Regions from separate parts of the Mus musculus genome. Here region 2 is linked to region 1. Evidence: chromatin contacts called from public Hi-C data. All regions are on one chromosome and are shown on one strand. The core of a region is the stretch at or near the end of the contact, and the rest is flanking DNA. Distances in the headings are between cores, read along the strand shown.

Evidence for each region. Hi-C and Micro-C count contacts between places; a contact is called where the count stands out from the background.
Region 2: a Hi-C map of group 2 innate lymphoid cells shows a contact between it and region 1, with 6 times the contacts expected there. The contact joins two enhancer-like sites. A contact is called at or near these places in 6 of 39 promoter capture datasets (the 3T3-L1 cell line, the C10 cell line, embryonic stem cells and 2 more), 2 of 15 datasets of contacts at CTCF or cohesin (CD8 T cells and large pre-B cells), 23 of 484 Hi-C or Micro-C datasets (3T3-L1-derived adipocytes, B cells, CD4 T cells and 16 more), 9 of 115 datasets of contacts at active chromatin or transcription factors (the 230-238 cell line, CD8 T cells, bone marrow-derived dendritic cells and 5 more) and 4 of 9 other capture datasets (adipose tissue, liver, macrophages and 1 more).

What each region holds. Positions count from the first base shown.
Region 1 is chr16:55,731,016-55,736,386 of GRCm38.p6, forward strand. No RefSeq gene overlaps it. Among named protein-coding and RNA genes, the nearest start is that of Nfkbiz, 88 kb to the right of the region's middle. Within about 2 kb of position 2,951, at least 75 of the 459 cell types and tissues checked have an H3K27ac peak or open chromatin away from gene starts, as enhancers often do. A contact at or near this core is called in group 2 innate lymphoid cells and regulatory T cells, where this site is marked.
Region 2 is chr16:55,846,365-55,851,022 of GRCm38.p6, forward strand. It overlaps Nxpe3 (neurexophilin and PC-esterase domain family, member 3), which reads right to left. Exons shown (of 6, transcript NM_001134457.1): 5 at 3,248-3,454. Among named protein-coding and RNA genes, the nearest start is that of Nfkbiz, 27 kb to the left of the region's middle. Within about 2 kb of position 1,502, at least 4 of the 459 cell types and tissues checked have an H3K27ac peak or open chromatin away from gene starts, as enhancers often do. A contact at or near this core is called in group 2 innate lymphoid cells and regulatory T cells, where this site is marked.

The DNA.
Region 1 (5,371 bases), core at 1,701-4,200:
GCAGAAGTGCAAAAAACAGAGGAGAAGGATCTGGGTTCATAAATCACAGAACTGAAAATTTGGAAATACACCCGGGATTGATCATGTCGCTGCTTATGGAAAGTCAAAGTGGAAAGAATCCTTCACCAGGACTTGAGAGGTCTGGAGCTCGTCCAGGCCCTGTTATTACTGCCTGTGCACCTCCCTACGCCTAGTACTGGAAATAGTGATTCATGGTCCCGTCAAGCTCTTTCCACATAAGCACATCTGGACTCACTGTCATTAGCCCCGTTCTCGTTAGGAGGATTGAAACACAAACACTACACCATCTCATACCAGAGCCCTGCAGCAACTCGCTGCCTCAGCTGGGGTGGAACAGAAGCAGGAGGCTTTCCTGTCAGAAGGCTGGCCTACAGAAGTGGCCTAGATGAACAAGTAAACACAGAAAGAATCAGAGCTCTCCTGGTCTCCACCATGAATAGATCCCCACACTTGGGAGAAAAAAAGGGCAGGTCATCAGCACAACCGCTGAGCTCCCTGCAAACAGTTTTCATCAATGTCCGTGCCGGATAATTGGAGGCAGAAGTTGCTCAAACTCCATCTATGAACAGGGTGTTGTCTGGGTCATCATGTCTGGGTAGCCACTGTGACACCATCAAAAGTCTATAGAAACAAGTCAAGAGCTGAGAACTTGATTACCTCTAGGCTTACACACCCACATCCAAGTGGATTGCTATGAAGCCTTTAAAAACATCTGTAGGTGTAGAGTATATGCATATATTTTAGCATATGAAAGGCTATTCAGCCTCTTAGAAGACAAGGTGAGAAGTTAGTGCTGAATTATAATTCAAACATTAAAAGTCTACAAGAGAAGTTTCATCTAAGTCAATAGGTTTTTGAGTCTTTAATGAAAAACCTGGAAGGCTATTAAGCTATAAACCTATTTTTAATTCTCAACTACGATTTTATTGATATATGATTACCATACTATAAACCCTTTTAAAAGTGTCCACACAATGCATATTTTCAATATAAAGGCACCATTACTCCTACTTAATTTCAGAACATTGTTAGTCACCCAAGTAATGAACCTCTTATTAGCACTGACAGCACAATCTTCAGTAAGCCAGGCACTAAGAACTGCAGGGCCTCCTTTTCCTATGGGATCACCTACTCTGAGTGCTTTAAACAAATGCAGTAATAGGATCTATGACTTTTTGTGCCTAGTTTCTTTCTGTGTTGGTTTTTTGCTCTATAACCTTAGACCACAGGCGCTAATAAGAGAGCTTATCTTAAAGCTATCAGCTTTCTTTTTCAGAAATGTCTTGCAATGCTCTGTAAAATGCTTAAAACTCGGGGCTGGGGAGATGGCTCAGCAGTTCGAAACGCCTCGTGTTCTTGCAGAGGACCTGACTTTAGTTTCTAGAACCTACATGGTGGCACACAAATGCATGTGACTCCAATTTGAAAGGATCTGATGGTCTCTTTCGACATCTGCAGGCTCATGCAGGTCTGCGGTGCACATACATACACTCAAGCACATACCCATTACCATAAAATAAAATGACATTTTGAACGCTTAAAACTCGTGAGCTCTGATGGGCTGTGATCTGACCTAGCCTATAGAATCTCCAGCCCATGAGCTGGAACGTTCTTCAAACTTGAAACTTCTCAGGATGACTACAGTCTACCCTAATTCCAAAATCACCTTTCAATGAAACACAAGAACAGCATAATCCCATGAACTCAAAGCTTTGTGTGCCTGCTCACTGGCCCCAGGGCAACCTTGAGTAATTTTTTTTTAACTTCTCCTTTTACTTGAAAATGTAAAATGACAGCAGTACCTTCTCCACAGAGATGCTATGAGGACTAAGAAAAATACTCACGAAGTACTTAAGCCTGGTACAGAGAAAACCTCCAATAAATTTCTGTCACTCCCACTTTAGAACTAGTATTTTGTTATTCCCTTAAGCACTGCTATTCATCACTGTGTTCAGATAACTAGGCGAAGAATTATGTTGAAGGTGATACTTGCTTGCTTCATGGAAAGAGCATCCAATAGAAAATACTAAATAGACACTTTTTAAGTTTAAAGTTGCATGCCTGTTTGGAAACAAGTCTATATTCCTTGTGTACTTGTCTTACCTACAATGCTGTACTGGGACCTTGTGTGAGCTCTTCCATGAGGAAGTTGGTCAACTGGAAGCTTCTTGGGAGAGATGGCTATAAAGGATTAAGGATAAGGCAGCTGGCATAAGAGGGAGACCCTCAGATCAGGATGCCAGCTGGACACTGGAGAAAGGACAGAAAAGGATCCGGAGTCTGGCTGAAGTTTAGCTCTAACTTCTGACCCAGGATTTCTGTGGATGAATAAGGAGTAGCCATTAAAGTGCATCCCTATCTAGAGGAAGCCACCTGGCTCTACTGCCCCTCCCGGTCACTACTTGGAGAAGCCCTGGTAAACAGTACCTGGCAGGCGAGTACAGGCTTTACAGCTGTGAAGCCTGCTTACAGTACGTTTTCAGGCAGGGCACCTTCATGGTCTCTACAGAACACTCTGCAGACAGTATTACTTATGCTTTGTAAGTTCGCAAGCCGAACAAATAGGTTTTAGCATCCAACAGGAACAAAATGACCCTTTTACTAAATTAAACCCATCACCACCTTCATTATCTGCTTCATTTCTCTTATACAAACACAGGATGAGGCAACCGCCAGAGGATTTGGCCTCAGAAATAAAGACAAGATGGCAGATAAAGTACATCTGATCAGACAGTGTAGAGAAACCTCCGGGAGCCTGGGCAGAAGGAGGGGTATTAATCAGGGACACACACACACACACACACACACACACACACACACATGCCCAAAGCAAGTGCTCACAGTGACAAGCAGGTCAGCACCGTACTCACTGGGGTTCGGATAACTGGATAACTCCAGTTGTCAGAGCTATGGGTGAGGCAAGAGGAAGAAATGAGTCACTGATCTGGAGCTAAAGTAAAGGTCTCTGAGCTAAGGACTACAAATGAAGGAAGACAAGCAAGGGCAGAGTCACTGTCTGGCTCATTTCAAAACATTGTCACGAAGAGCTGCACAATGTACTATTGACAAACACCTGCTCTGCAGAGAATTAACATTTCAGCACATTCAGAGATCCAGCGCACATTTCCAAGTGACTGCAGGGTAAAAAGAAATCCCTGTAATTGCACTCTATCTTGCCAGGAAGACAAACCCCAAAAAAGCAATTAAAGCATTAGATGGTACATTGCGGGTCATGCGATGTCAGAGGTGGATGAACCTGAACGTGCACGAGGCTTTGGAGTAGCAGCCACTATAACAAAGTCATTCCCAGTGACTGCCCTCGATCCTGCAAGGGAGACCAACCCCAAAAGCAATTAAAAATCATACACAGTTCTTGGTGGATCATGTGATGACGGAGGAGAGTTAACTTTCTAAGTCAAGTGATCTTGACTCATCGCCCTGTGAGAAAGGAAGGAAACATTGCTGAGAGAACGGATCGGAACGAAGGTCACAAATGGGGTCAGCTCCTGGGCCAACCAGGGAGAGTGTCGCCCTCTAAGCCGTAGAGCCTAAAAAATAAAAGTGAGGATAAAACCAACCAGACCTTCCAGAGCTCCCAGGGATTAAATCACCAACCAAAGAGGGCCCACGGCTCCAGCATATGTAGCAGAGGATGTCCTTATCGGACATCAAAGAGAGGGAAGGCCCTTGGTCCTAAGAAGGCCTGATGCCCCAGCGCAGGGAAATGCTAGAGCAGTGAGGCAGGAGTGGGTGGGTGGGTGGGTGGGGGAGCACCCTCATAGAAGTAGGGGGAGGGGGAGGGGATAGGGGGTTTCCGAAGGGGAAAACCCGGAAGGGGGGATAACATTTGAAATGTAAATAAATAAAATAACCATTTTGGGGGGAAAAGGGTGAGGATAAAAGATCTAGAAGGGGTTAGGAGCATGCACTGGACAAAAGAGGAAAAGAATAAGAGAGACAGACAGATAAAATGAGAAAAAGGAGTCGCCCAAAAGGGACTTCAGAATGTTGAAGCTGGAAGGACCTCAAAGATAATCAGCTTAATTTCACTGCAGCAGAAATCATGGCAGAGTAGCAGGAGAAATCATTTGTTAAGCACCCAGCATATACTGTGCTATGCATTTTTAAAGAATACTCTTATTTATTCCTACTTAGAACCGTTTATTTATCTATTTATTTGTTTGTTTGTTTATTTATTTATTTTAACTTATACTGACAAGGTTTCACTATGTTGCCTAGACTGCCTTCAAAGTTCAGAAATCTAAAATAAAAATGTTAGTATGGCCTCACTCCATTCTAATGTGCAAAAGCAGTGGTTCTCAACCTTCCTAACGCTGTGACCCTTTAATACAGTCCCTCATATTATGGTGACTCCCAACCATAAAACTATTTTCCAAAAATTATGAGGTTGCCACTTCATAACTGTAAATTTGCTACTGTTATGAATCATCATCTAAATGTCTGATATGCAGGATATCTGATATGTGACCCCAGGGAAACAGTCGGTCAACCCCTGAAGGAGTCGAGGCCCACGGTTGAGAATTGCTGGTTTAGATCAATGACTGTGTGATACTCTCTTTTGGCAGACCTGCAAGATATCATGGAAATATAACACAAATCAGCAATAGAACAGGAAGGGTGGGGACAGAAGAAAGGTCACAGGAAGGCCAGTGGTAAAAGAACAAGACCGATATTCTATAAGAAATAACTGGAGCAAAGGAAAGACTGAGGCAACCAAAACCCCACACGCCAAAAATAGTTACTTTAGTTCCATGATGACACTTTCTGTGCCTGCTGCTCTAATCGCTCCGCTTCCTGCTTCTAAGGGTCTCATAAGATTGCTGGCCATCTATGTCCCAGGAAAAATTAAAAAGTGACAAAACCTAAGAAGGAGCTGACATGGGGTCTTCTCTCACTGGAATGAAACCCACACAGCAGTTGGTGAATGTCATAAAGAACAATGAGTCATAGCTTCAACTAATCAAGTTGACTTCGCCCTGGCAAAGATGGATATGTAATCTCTAATCACTGGAACCGCTTACGAGATGTAAATATCAAACTAGGGAAATGGACTAATAGAAAAATCAAATCCATTTAAAACACACTCTGCAGAAACCCAGACCAGTCATGAGATGGAGCTCAGGGAGTCTTGTGGAAGAGTTGGGAAGGATTAAGGGGCCCGGAGGTGATAGGGACTCCACAGGAAGACCAACAGAGTCAACTAACCTGAACCCTTGGGGGCTGCCAGAGACTGAACCAACCAAAGAGCATACATGAGCTGGAACTAGCTCCCCCAAGGCATGTACATCACATGTGCAGCTTGGCCTTCATGCGGGTCCCCAACAACTGG
Region 2 (4,658 bases), core at 252-2,751, 110 kb after region 1:
TACCTATGCTAATGAGGAAGGGCCAGGCTGTGAGACCTAGCACCCTGAGTTACACCTCGAGTCACAGCAGAGTGGCCATGGTTAATAATAACATACTTTAGACTCTCCCAAAGGCATCCCAAACGATGTCACTGCCCATAAATAAGTATATGAAGTTACAGATATGTAGTTAGCTTAATAAATCATTCTATCTACAGGTCCCAAGGTACCCTCTAAATACATGCACTTATTTATCAATTAAAACAAATTTTTAGCCCAAGAATGATAGCATATGTTTGTAATACCAGCACTTGGGAGGCTAAGGCAGGGGAATTACTGAGTTTAAAGCTTCCCAGGGCTACAGTGAGAGATCTCACCTCAAAATAGGTAAACAAATAATTTTTTTATTTTATTTTATTTTAATTTATTTATTTATTTTTTTGGTTTGTTCGAGACAGGGTTTCTCCGTGTAGCTCTGCCTGTCCTGGAACTCACTTTGTAGACCAGGCTGGCCTCGAACTCAGAAATCCGCCTGCCTCTGCCTCCCAAGTGCTGGGATTAAAGGCGTGCGCCACCACTGTCTGGCTAATTTTTTTTTTTTAGAAAGTAAAATAATCTAAATTATACTCCTGAATTTAAAAAAAAAAAAAAAGAAAAAGAAAAAAAGCAAATTCCTTGTTTTTCCAATAAGAAAAAAAAAAAAAAAAAGGTGGTTCTGTTTCTTATGACTATTAAGTTTACCCCATAGTGAAAACCTTATAAGAAAACTTGTCTAACATAAGAAATAACAAAGTTAAATGTGTGTGTGTGTGTGTGGGGGGGGGGGTGATGGCACATAGCCCGAGCCTTGCACCAGTAAGGCAGAGACAGATGTATCACTAGGATCATGAGGCCAGCCTGGTCTACACAGTGAATTCCAGGCTAGGCAGACAGTGATAGCATGTCTCAGATAAAAGAAAAAGAAAGCAAAGTGTGTGTTGGGGGCAGGAGGGGTCAGCAGCACAGATTAGAAATCTTTTCACTCCCTCCCCCTTAAGTTGTGTTTCATGGCCCAGTTCCTACAAAATCCACACACACCCGGGAAGCTGAGGCAGGAGGATTCCTCACAAGCAGAGGCAGGCTGATACATAAAGCAACCTGCAGGCTAGCAGGAGTACACAGCAAAGCTTGTCTCAAACTAATTGCATGCATAAAGACATTCAGACAGACAGACAGACAGACATACAGACAGACAGACATGCATACAAACACAGTAAATGTTGATACTGCAGTCCTGTTCGCACTTCCTTCCAAGTCTACTGTGCTCAATTCCCTTCCATGGGTGCCATAAATCAGCCAAGACTTACAGGCAATTCTGAAAAGGACACATCAGACTAGACTATTCCTCTATTCCCGTTAAGGGTTAAGGCGGGCTTCACTCTCTCCTCTCCGGCATGCCAAGCTTCTCCTCTAGACTCTTCCACTTGACTGACTCACTACTATGTTGCCTCCAGAGTTGAAGTGAATAAAAGTTCACACTATCGTTTACTTTTGATAAAGATCAGGCACCCACACAAGGCTTTATTTTATCAAATGAACATCTGTCTGTCAAGGGTCTTGTGGAAAATGAGCAAAACAATCCATGTGATCATTGCTATTAATGGAAATATCAAGCTACGTCATCAGAAATTATGAAGAGGCGACTGCAGAGGCCTGGAAGACCTGCGAGGTCAGCACCAAGGCTTTGCCAGCATCGCGCCACACACTGCTTCCTCCAACAGATTTGTAGTTTAGCCTTCACTAACTAGAACTCAATCATATCTGCTTCCATGAAAAAAGAAAAGCCAGAACTGACTTTCAACCTTTGGGGGTAAAAAAAATCAACTTCCTTTTCTTTTAAAAAAGTAAATTAAAGGGCTGGAGAGATGGCTCAGCCGTTAAGAGCACTGGCTGCTTGCTCTTCCAGAGGTCCTGAGTTCAATTCCCAGCAACTACATGGTGGCTCACAACCATCTGTAATGGGATCTGATGCCTTCTTCTGGTGTGTCTGAAGACAGCTACAGTGGACCCATAAATAAAATAAATAAATGTTTTTTAAAATGTTTAAAAAAAGTAAATTAGAAATGATGAAAAGAGCATCCTAAGCAACTCACACACAAAACAATGCGAGTTTATATTAGAATAAAATAAAGAAATAAATAACCTCTGTTTACAGGGCTGGAGGGATGGCTCAATGATAAAAGCAGTCACTGCTGTTCCAAAGATCCTGAGTTCAATTCCCAGCACCCACAAGGCAACTCATGATTGTCCGATGCCATTTTCTGGTGTGCAGACATACATGCCAAGTATTTGTATACATAAATAAATAAATCTTTTAAAAAATTAAAAATATTAAAAAAAAAAAAAGTCCCCACACAGGCTGAGGAGATGGCTCAGTCAATCAGTGCTTTCCATACAAGCACAGCGACCTGAGGCGAATCGGGAAGAAGCCGGAGGAGCCGGGGAGGCAGCGACAGCCAGGTCTCTCAGGCCAGTGAGAGGCTGTCTCGCAAAACGAGCTGGACAGAGCCTGAGAACAACACTCCAGGCTGACCTTGGCCTCCATACTCATTCCTTCACTCACGCCCACTTCCGCCCATACTCACATACACAAAAACACACAAATAGTTCCCACAACACCACCTGATCCTTAACAGGTAAGGACACACACTTAGGGAAAGAAGACCGTGCCTCCTGTGGCTGAGTGGTAGGACTCCAACCAGCACTGTCTTACTCTGGATCTGGAGGGTGGGTCTCAGAGTGAGGCTAAGAATGCTGGGCCTTGCCCACAGTCTCCAAACAGCAGCCATGTCTTTCTCAGTGAGAGGCCCCAGGGATGCCTTTGCTACAGATACACATTTGGCTGCTTCCTTCCAGTAAGCTCCTGTACAGACCTAGAATTGAGCCATACGGAACTGGGAAAGAGACAAGCGGCCGTGGCCGACAGTTTCTTGATCCAGAAGATTAGCGGTAAAGGACACCTGTGAGGTGGCACGGTGCCGCTCCGCTGTCTACTCTGACACAGAGAAGGAAGCACTGCGGAGTGCCTGCCTCGTCCAAGGTCAGAGAGAGTCAACGGTGTGAACCTCGTGACAACCTCCACCAAAGCAAGACTCTGCGGGCACCCTTTACTGAGAGATCGCCTCCTCACCTGACTCCTCTCGTCAGGCTCAAAAAATGAGTCTGTTCATTCCCAGTACGATTTCCCTCATACTGGGGACAGTCATGAAACCAGTAGCAGAGTACCCACCTGGAACAAATGCAGTGAGGTATTCAAACCACTGCCTGATTGTCGAGTCACCGAACAAATACACCATTTTTCCTTGCAAGCATTCCGTAATGTTGTCGGGGTCATTAAAGTGGCGCATCTTGAACCTCCTGGGCCTCCACTGGTTTTTGTAGAAATATCCGGAGGGAAAAATTCCTGAGCCTTGAGATACTTCTAAGTCATCAGTTTCTACAAAGAAAAAGGGGGGAGGGGGGAAGGGATCTATCATAAGATTCTGAAATTCATCTCCAAAAACAGATACAAAAATGTTTCCAAAAAAGAAAAAAGAGAGAGAGAGAGAGAGAGAGAGAGAGAGAGAGAACTATACCCACATATTTGCTAGCCTGGAAGCTTAAGAGACAGGACTTCCTGTTGTCATAGCTTGAAGAAATCCCAGGTTTTCCCCCCTACACACTAAAATGGGAAGATGAGAAGTGGATGGGGGGGGGGGGCGGTGGAGAGCACCGGGGGCAGCAAAGAACACTTCAGGCATTCCTGCTGTGTACGGGGGTGTTCAGTGAAGTTCAAAATAAAGAAAGGCAAAACCCAAGGAAACGCAAGCAAGCATCTACACAGTGTTATCTCAGAACGGAAGCAGTTTTTATCCCAATGCCTGAAAACCAAATGATAACTTAATCTCACATTAAGTTATACATATATATATACATACATACATATATATGCATGTATATACGTATATATTTAAGTTATATATGTGTATGTATATATGATATACACACGTATATACAAATTTTAACATGGCAATATTAACACAATGCCTCCTGCTCCATTAAATGTTCTAAATACAAATTTTAATTCAGAGAACCACCATTGTCAAATACAGAGAAGCAGTGCCATGTGATGGATGGATGGATGGATCATGCTCCACAAATGGTTCAGGTCTCTTGGAATCAGAGGCAGCACTAAAAAGCATCAGCAACAGTGAACTCACATTGTAGCTCAGCTACACATTGTAACACCACCTTTGGAGAGAGGCACTATCTCTCTGCCTTTACACCTCCCTTGGGAGATGCCACACTGGCCGCAACAAGGTTTCAAATCACATGGTAATAGCTAGTGTGCCTTACAAGTTAACTCTATTCTGGGCTCGCTCTGAGGAGCTCACACACATGATCTGATGTAGGCTCTCGCAACCTCCTTAAAGTTCCTATCAGTGCCCTGGCTGCTCAAAGCAGGCAGCTTAAGCAAGGGCCCTGAGCAGAGCTCATGAAGAGATGCCATCAGAACCAGAACCGAGCAGTTGAGCCCCACGCCCAGCTTCCAATTACCACTTCAGGGCATTTGAAAAGAAACGTGCTCAGAAAGGCCAGCCATTTCTTTCAGCTTTTCCCTGAGGACATAAAACTTATTCCTTTTCTAATAACTCAAATGT